Linked DNA regions of Mus musculus: region 2 is linked to region 1. Evidence: chromatin contacts called from public HiCAR-type data. All regions are on one chromosome and are shown on one strand. Each heading gives the region's core, a stretch centred on a gene start, on an enhancer-like site or on the middle of the called end of the contact. The rest is flanking DNA. Distances are from core to core; before and after follow the strand shown.

What was found. HiCAR-type assays count read pairs that join an accessible place to other places.
Region 2: a HiCAR-type map of kidney shows a contact between it and region 1, with 2.5 times the contacts expected there. The contact joins the promoter of Galnt14 here to the enhancer-like site in region 1. A contact is called at or near these places in 3 of 39 promoter capture datasets (the C10 cell line and hippocampal neurons), 6 of 484 Hi-C or Micro-C datasets (the C10 cell line, CD4 T cells, the Patski cell line and 2 more), 2 of 115 datasets of contacts at active chromatin or transcription factors (differentiating embryonic stem cells and kidney) and 3 of 9 other capture datasets (adipose tissue, liver and pancreatic islet).

Annotation. Positions count from the first base shown.
Region 1 is chr17:73,638,297-73,642,419 of GRCm38.p6, forward strand. The region is part of intron 1 of Galnt14 (polypeptide N-acetylgalactosaminyltransferase 14); the gene reads right to left. Among named protein-coding and RNA genes, the nearest start is that of Gm46602, 27 kb to the right of the region's middle. Within about 2 kb of position 1,580, at least 27 of the 459 cell types and tissues checked have an H3K27ac peak or open chromatin away from gene starts, as enhancers often do. A contact at or near this core is called in kidney and pancreatic islet, where this site is marked.
Region 2 is chr17:73,707,330-73,711,868 of GRCm38.p6, forward strand. Galnt14 (polypeptide N-acetylgalactosaminyltransferase 14) reads right to left here and starts at 3,122. Exons shown (of 15, transcript NM_027864.2): 1 at 2,602-3,122. The coding sequence starts at 2,730. Gm52320 (a long non-coding RNA gene) reads right to left here and starts at 317. Exons shown (of 2, transcript XR_003952420.1): 1 at 1-317.

The sequences.
Region 1 (4,123 bases), core at 330-2,829:
CTGCCTCCTGGAGTAAAGTGCCTGCCAAGCAAGTGTGGGGACCTGAGTTCAGGGTCCCCACAGTCACACAGAAGCTGGGCCTGGCAGCATGAGCCTGTGATCTCAGCAAGGGATGCAGATGAGGATGTTGATCCTTCGGTCTGTCTGTCTGGCCAGTCAGTCTTGCCAAATCCACGAACTTCAGGTGGAGTTCAACTTTCTTTCTTTAAAAATAGGGTGGAGATCAACTGTGAAAGACACCTTACACTGATTACTGGCCTCTATCACACACACACATACACACACGCACGCGTGCGCCTTCTACTGTGTGCCCTTAGAGAAACATGTACACGGTAAAACAAACAAAACCACCATTCAATTTCCATGGATTTAAACTAGAAAACACAACATGTTGCTACTCTCAACCGAAATGCCAGCATTTTATGCACAAAGCCTCAAATGTTGATTGCCCTAAATAAATGCTCTCTGAAACGCAATATATCATCAATCAATAATGCCTACTGTGATCTACATGGTATTATCCCTCAAAATTAACATGTAGTAATCCTACCCCCCCCCAAGGTGATATTGGAGGTGGGAGGCTTTTGAAGGTCATTAGACCACAGGGACAGAGTCCTCGTGAATGAATCAGTACTCATTTAATAGATGCCCTCTATTGGAGCCCTTGCCCCTTCCACCAAGTTGGGACATAGCAAGAAGATGCAGTATATAATCCAGAAGTGTGCTCTTTCTAGATACCAATGGCCTTGAACTTGGACTTCCCAGCCTTTAGAACTATGATAATACCCCTGCTATTTCTAAGCCATTGGATTTATGAGACTATTCTAGCAACCTGAAGACTACCAAGGCAATGCCAGGTTTCCCTTCCCCTACCCTTGCAATGAGAATTCCTGGCTCAGTTTAAATGCTTACTATTGACACCCAAGCCCCTCCTTTCACAGCCTTTTAAATGCTTCATGGTCATTAATTCCTACTCTGCCCCTAGAAGAAGACAGATGTTATTAGCTGTACTTCACAGGTGAGGAGACCAGCCTAAGAAAGGTTAAACAGCTTGTCAAAAGATGAAGAGGAAACCAGAACTGTGAACAGGCCTGGTACCAAGGCCATCCTAGCCCAGGATGAGAGGGGAGGCGGGGCTCTGATTTCCTGGATAGACTCTGAAACCTCACCACCTTTCTAGAATTTTCTCTGCTAACAAAAGGCAATGCATCCCAGTGTTTGGCTCTGCCAAATATCCACTTAGTCCCAGACGTGCACATAGGCCTACCACCAATGATTAACTTAAAGAGGACCAGCATAATATAGGACCCACCCCTATCAGGGATAACATAGGGCCTGTTCCTGTCAGAAATGACACAGACCCCACTCCTATCAGAAAGAAGGCCCTTCTGTCAAGTAAAAGAGATGATATACACTGGTGTGTGAATAAGGGGAAAGCAAATCCATTCTGAATAAATTGAATCAGGCTTCACAGAGTACAGGGAACCTGTTCATAAAACATTTGCTAACCATTAACTACAGTCCTGCTATTAAATGCTGCTAATGGCAGCTCCTCAGAACTGTGCCTTGCCAGCCTAGCTGCACCTTTAATGGGCTGGCTGCTGTCAACATGACACCCGGGGCCCAGGCTCGGCACAGCTGGGGTGATGTGTTTAAGCTAAACAGCTCTCCTGATTAGTTCCAGTGCTTGGGGCCCAGCAGGTCACCTCTCTCCAAGGGAAGCCTGAGCCAGCCCTGGAGACAGCCAATTTGTAGAACCACCTGGCTCTGTATTGTGGCCCCCGCGTCTTTCTATCCATCCACCCAACACCTACATTTCTCCACCTGGGGTTGTGGCAGTGTGATCCATCCTGTGGCCTTGGGACTGAGGAGGCTGCTTGGAGAAGAGCACTTTCTTCCGGGAGGCTTTTCCTTCTGCGTCCCCTCTGAGCTCCCTAGCCCTTTCCTTTTTTGGAATGACTTGTGAGTCCCACCCCATGCCCTGCTCCAACAGTCAAGCCAGTCCTGATTGCTCATCCATACCCAAGCAGTCAATGTTCAACCTTAGCCAGCTCAACTCACTTCCAGATGCTTGATCTGGGTGTCCCAGACGACATAAGCTCCATACCCCCCTGTAACCTTCCTGCTGTGTCTCAGGCCAAAGGTGTTCTTTCTCACCTAACCCAATTTTAATAGCAAGTTTCTCAGCTCAATCTGAAATGTAGACCCTTCCTGATATCTCTCAATCATTATGTTCATTGATAGGCTTATAGACCTTACTTACAAATACCTCTGACCTCCCCCCACCCCCGCCACCCCTTCTCAGGTTAAGTGAAATCCTCCCTCCAATCTGAATGGTCTAAAATGTCATTGTGGTGGCTTTCCTAATATGAAACGATGACTATCAGTCTCCCCTTCTGGAAACAAACTCTCCACTCCATACACTGGCCTTTTAACTTGGGCCTCAGACTCTGCCCAGTCTCAGCTACATTGCCCCAGCAAACTCAGAGCTCCAAGTTTCCACATCACTGTGCAAGTGAGAAAATAAGCAGGCATGCCAGTGTTGACTCTGTCAGGTATTCATCCTACCTAGAATATTCCTTCATCTATTTCTTTACCTTGGAAGTCTAGTTTTCTGCCCCATTAAGAATACAGTTGCCCCCACCTGGTGCCACACAGCCCCAAGGCCGGAAGCAAGCCTGAGAGGAGACTTCTCCCTGGAGCCCAAGATCACCCCTAGCGGAGCACCATGGAGGCCCAGGTGGGCAGACCACACCAGAGACGACCCTTGCACGGTGCCAGATGACACAGGTAGGGCACAGAACTCCGGAGAGCACTCCTGAGATGATCCCAGACACCCAGTGTCCCTAGAAACCACTCGGATGAGCAAGAAACTGGTGGAGAAATAGAAGTTGAAGAGAAGTGGAAGGAAGTGGGCACAATGAAGAAAAGATGATCCGGAGACTGCAAGGTAGTAAGGACGACCTGATGTGAGGATTCAGTGATGTCGCCTAAGGTCTTGGTCTGTGCCATGGAGGGCAATGTCAGGGTCTATGGTCCTGCAGCCACAGGTGTCTGTTACCACCAAAGACCAGGCATACATCTTTGGTCTGGGTTGCAACCTGGGACCATGTTGATGTCTGAGAGCTGTGCAGAAATGGCCCACCCCTTCACCTGGGCATCATGGTTGTCATGAGAGCAGGAGAGCTGCCCCTGCCCCTCGCCAACTGCAGCACTCGAGAGAATGGGTCCTATATCTCACCTGGGAAGCACAGTAAAACTGACCCTAGTGGTAGGTCACTGGCAAGATGGTTAGGAGGGTGTGAGCACGGGAGAACTGGCCCTGACACTTGTCTGCCATGTGCTGGTGGTGAAGAGGGAGAGATGCCATCCTCCCCTCTTCATTCCTCGCCATCTAAAACAGTTAGGAGAGCTGGTGCTATCCTTTGCCAGCTGCAACACGCAGGAGAGCGGGCTCTGCACCTAGCGTGGGCAGCAAAGTGGAGCTGGCCTTGGGTGTGGGGACTGTGGGTGAGCCAGCCCTGATGGCATAAGAGCAGGAGAGCTGTCCTAGACTTTGCCTGCTGTAGCACTTTGGAGAGTGGACCCTGCACCTCACTTGGGCAAGAGAGTAGAGCTGGCCCTGACAACTTAGGCATGGGTGAGCCAGCCCCGAGAGCATGAGATTGAGAGAGCTGTCTCTGCCCGTTGCTGGGTAAACGCTGGAGAACCCCTGAACTTTCTGGGTACAGGAGAGATCTGGCAGGCTGACCAGCTCAGATTCCTCCCAGGCCCAAGTTCAAGGTTTTGAGTTGACCCACCCCAGCATCCACCCCATCTATGAACTGCTGTCGTGTGTGAAGGGGTAGGCCCTGCAGATCCAAAGCTGCAGGATCTCCATGATGCAGAGCAACAACAGGATATCCAAGAGGAGTCCCAGGGAGGATCCTGTATTGATGGTGTAGCAGAAGCCCCAGGCCTCAAACCAGGTGAATGAGTCCCTGTAAGAAACATTTACAAGCAAAGAAGTACGGACAAAAGGGCACAGTGTGGGACGCACTGTGACACACTACAGCTTCCACAATAAGATATTTTTTCTTTTGGTGGGGGGAGTTTGCAATGGTGGGGGGAAGGGGATAGGTAG
Region 2 (4,539 bases), core at 1,872-4,371, 71 kb after region 1:
GTTCACAGCAGTAAAACCCAAACTAAGACAATGAGGAGGGGTCCAATCCATTGTGGGTGGGTGCTATTCCTGGGTTCTATACGAAAGCAGGCTAAGCAAGCTATGGAGAGCAAGCCAGTAAGCAGCACCCCTTCGTGGTCTCTGCATCAGTTTCTGCCTCCAAGTTCCTGCCCTGTTTGAGTTCCTGTCCTGATTTCCTGTGGTGACGAACATTGATACGAAAGTGTACAATAAATAGACCTTCCTCTCCCCAACTTGTTTTTTGTCATGGTATTTTATCACAGCTATAGTAACCCTCAGACACACACACACACACACACACACACACACACACACACACACACAGATCCAGGGGGAATGCTCATCTATAAATATATTTTAAAATTTACGCAAGACACATAGGTAGACACATATTAGTGAAAAATAGGATCTAGAAAAATAGTAACCAAAAATAGGGGAAGGGTACACCTAGTAGTAAAATGTGTTAAGATTTCCAGACCTATAGAATAATTGAGGCTTTGGAGAACTATACAAAATACGGCGTGAGTGAAATGTTGAGACAGGAACACGGTTTTAGACAGATTCCTGATATGGGACTATCGTCTGCTTGTGATCCTACATCAGCAAGGAACTCCCCAAAGTTTGTGTCACACACTCCAAACTGACAGGACAGACCCCTCAGAGCAGCACTCAAGCCTAGCACTGTGCCTGGTACCTGGCTGCCAGCAGTCACTCTGTGTTGAGCACAGACCGGGATAAAGAGCAGGAGAGGAGTAAAGACAAAGTCTGCCCCAAAGGAAAAAGAGCCCTTGCCCCAGATCCCTGGGGCAAAACGAAGAATAAGTCAGCTTGAGGTAATGAGATTCAGCACAAAACAGAGAAAGTTCATGTCCCTGCAGGCATCATTAACTGCATCACACAGAGCAGAACCGCCTAGGGAAAAGTAAGAAAAACACCTACAGATTCGTGGTCAGGGTCTGCAACATTAAGGAAATAGATCCTGGACTATAAAGGCTGCCTGATGGACATACCAATCGATCGCATCACTACCCTGCTTAACCACCCACAGCTTCCATGGTCCTTCCTGACTAGACCCACACACACACTGTCCCTGTCTCATTCCTCTGACCGCCACAGGCTTCATGCTGTCTTGTTCCTTCAAAGCTGGCTTATTCTCTATTTGGAATGTGCTCTGCCTACGGGCCACTGATCCATCCTTCTCAACTCACCTATTGTACCTCCTCCAGCAGTGGCCGGGCTCCCATGACACCCAGTGCAGTGACCCCACTTGACTATCAATCCTGCGTGTCCTGGACCACTGATGAGCAGACCACCCTCCACCAAGGAGAAAATCCTGCATCTCTGCATCCAATGGCACCGAGCCTAGCTCCATGGGTGCTAAACTAAATGCTTATTTCGATCAACTAATATTGGCAAGATTCCAAAACTTTGGTTTAAAATGTACTTTGGTTAAAAGAAGAGTCTATTGGGATCCAAGTGGGAAAATTCTGTGGAGGTCTGAGTTCAAACCCAGAACGATCTAAGACGAGTTAATTAAAGACTCTTGGCCTGTTTCCCCATCTATGAAATAAGAACAATATTAAACAACTCCTTATGAAGAAAACACCAACTATGCACTTAGCACACAGTAGGCCCTCCCTACTGTACTTATCGGTGAGATCCACTCCTACTTAACACAGAGATGTTCATGTCTTCCTCTTTCCGACTACAGGCTCCTCCAAGGTCTTTTCCCACTCCTAGAGATTGCCCTGGGCTCATAAAGGTTGCTTAGCTGCCAGCAAATCCCCAGAAGCCTCGCTCTGTTTCCCCTGGTCAAGGCTGTGGAAAAGAAAGACAGGGGCTCTGAATCTCAAGAGAGAGCCAGTAGGGGGAACCTTCCACTCCTCTGGGCTGCACCGACTGGACAAGAGTTGGGAAAGCCACTTGGATTCCCATTTCCACAACTCCCTGCCAGTAGGAAGGTTTCTGTTCTTATGGGCTCCTCCGTGCTGTCCTGAGCGCATTCAACTTCCAACGCAGCAAATGAACTGGGGAACAGTTCACAGAGCCGGTGGCACCAGGCCAGGCCAGGTGGGTAGGGAAGGCTGGGAGGCCTCCAGGGGGGTCGCTAGTGCTGTTCACGTGCGCACAGCACCCGGGTCATCGTCTCCTCCTCTGGGGCCTGGCAGCAAAGGGAAGGAGTCCGCAAATCCACCAGACTTCTCATGGGTGCCAGCATCGCTCACCCAGCAACCTCCAGTGACCCTCCAGCGGCACCCACCGACCGCCAGTCCCAAAGTAGCTAGTCCGCAGCGCCCCCTTGGCCACCGGACTGCTAGTTAAGTTGGGAGCCCGGCTCTGTCTGCGAGCGCGCGCCCACCACCCACGCCCACTGCCACTTACACACGCCAAAGATATGGAGACGCCCCAAGCTTCTTAAATTCCACAAGCACCTCCCCATGGCCGCATCCCGCGCCTGTTCCCCATCGCAGCACCTCGACACCCCTGCATTTGAACCCTCAATCCCAGTGCGTGGACCACGCACCCTTCCACCTGCCAGTGCCCGGTGCCCTGTGCCCTGTGCGCCACGAAACGGCATACCTTGGGGGTCTGCACTTCGGGTCCCAGCGGCACCTCCAACTTCCTCTTGGTGACCCAGAAGAACAGCAGTACGGTGATCCAGAGCACCCCAAAGATGGGCAGCGCCAAGCGGCGAGTCAGCCGCCGCATGGTCCCCTCTGCCTGCTTCTCTTGGTGGCGACGCGTCCCTGGGGCACCCCCCGGCGGTCAGGGGTGGCGGGGCACGAGTCTGCCGAGCGCCTCGCTCTAGGAGAAACGCTGCTCCTGGGATCCCGATGTTGGATGGCGGGATCCTGCCCCGCCCGCTTCGGAGAGAAGCCACAGCCGGGAACGGAGCGGCGAGGGGCGCCGGAGACTAGAGACGCGGCCGGGCAGGGACGAGGGGCAGCTCAGCCCGGCGCCCGCTCCAAACGGAGAGCCGCGGCGGCCGCTGCGATGCTGCTGTGCGCCGCGGCTGCCTTTGCCCGCTGCTGCCGCGAGGGAAACTGACTCGAGCAGCCGGGAAGGTGGAATCCGAGGCTGTGCCCGGCACCCCCGGAGGAGCACGAGGAGGAGGGAGCGCGGAGGGAGGGCGGGCCCGACAGACAGACTGACTCCGAGGGAGAGCGGGGCGGGAGCGAACCGGGCTCTGAGCGGGGGCGCTACCGCCTCCCGCCGACCGTGGAGCACCCTGCGGTTGAGGGACCTTGGATGCAGCTCTGGGACCATCCTGGGCTAGGGTTGTGCTGGGAGGGGTTGGGCGGGGACCGGTTATAGGATACTGACTTGTATCAAGCAAGCTGATACTTAAGGACTAGCCCGCGCCAGGTGAGGCACTACCGGGGAGGAGTTTCTGTTTGCTGCGGGGCTCTGCACATGGTGCTCACAGGAGGGTTCGCTAGCCGGGAGCCATCACTGGGATAGTAGGGTTGGTTGACCCAGATGTTGTCTCAAGTTCAGACTTGACCATTTCAGGGCCAAGGTCGAGTTCAGCCATCTCCCCAGGGTATTCTTTGCCTTTGAGCAGGTAGGTGCCTGGCAACTTTCTCTTAATGGAAAACTGAGCTGGTCTAAATTTAACTCGAAAGATGTCCTTTTAAAAATTAAGGCAAAAGTAAATCCCTGAGGATTTTTTTTTTCTCCTTGTAAAAATAAGCCCTTTTTCTGGGGCTTGCCAGAAAAAAAGGGTCTAATGTTAGCACAACCACCGGAAGTTTTGTGAAAGGTGGCCCTGGGGTGTGTGGGAGTAGCTCCCCAAATCCCTTTCCCAGTTGCCTTTAAGGAATACATCTTCCAGCTACAGACTAAAGTCACTTGGATTTAGAGACAGGAACAGTTCTGACTCCAGTTTCCATACAGGCCTCAGGTGGGCTGGATGAATTTCTAACCATATCTCTAGAATAGGGAGGTGTGGTTTCTAGCCTAGCCTACCCAACCAACAGGGCAAATCACAGCGTCAGCCTCTCCCTTCCTTAAGTCTTAAGACTGTGCCTCATCTTCAGATGTGAATGCTGCGTTACCTCAGAGTTCAGAGAGAAAAGGTGGAAGTTTTTGCGAAGTCTGCAGAGCCCTGGCCACTGGAGTCCTTGTTTTAGTTACAGGGATGCTCCAAGTTTCTCCAAGTGAGAATGACACCGAGTGGCCCAGCGGCATGCTCCCTGCTGTCTTCACTCACAGACTGGAGCTTAGTATAGGGGTAGCACCCACACTCGACTGCAGGTGAGAAAGGTACCAGTCAGTTCTCCAGAATTCCTCCTCCAGTGCCATGGAGCCCTCCAGACACTTGCTCAGAAACAGAGGTGTCCCCCACCCCCCAACAGCTCCGGTGTTTGATACCTTGTCTTTCGGCCATAAGGCAAAGGCTCTGGAGCGGAGATGTAGGTAAGAAATTTGAGGTTGGAAATCAATCAGCCAGAAAAGGCTTGTCAGCCCCCAGAGCCCTGCTGGCATCTCACACTTGTCTCTATTGGACCCGTAGCC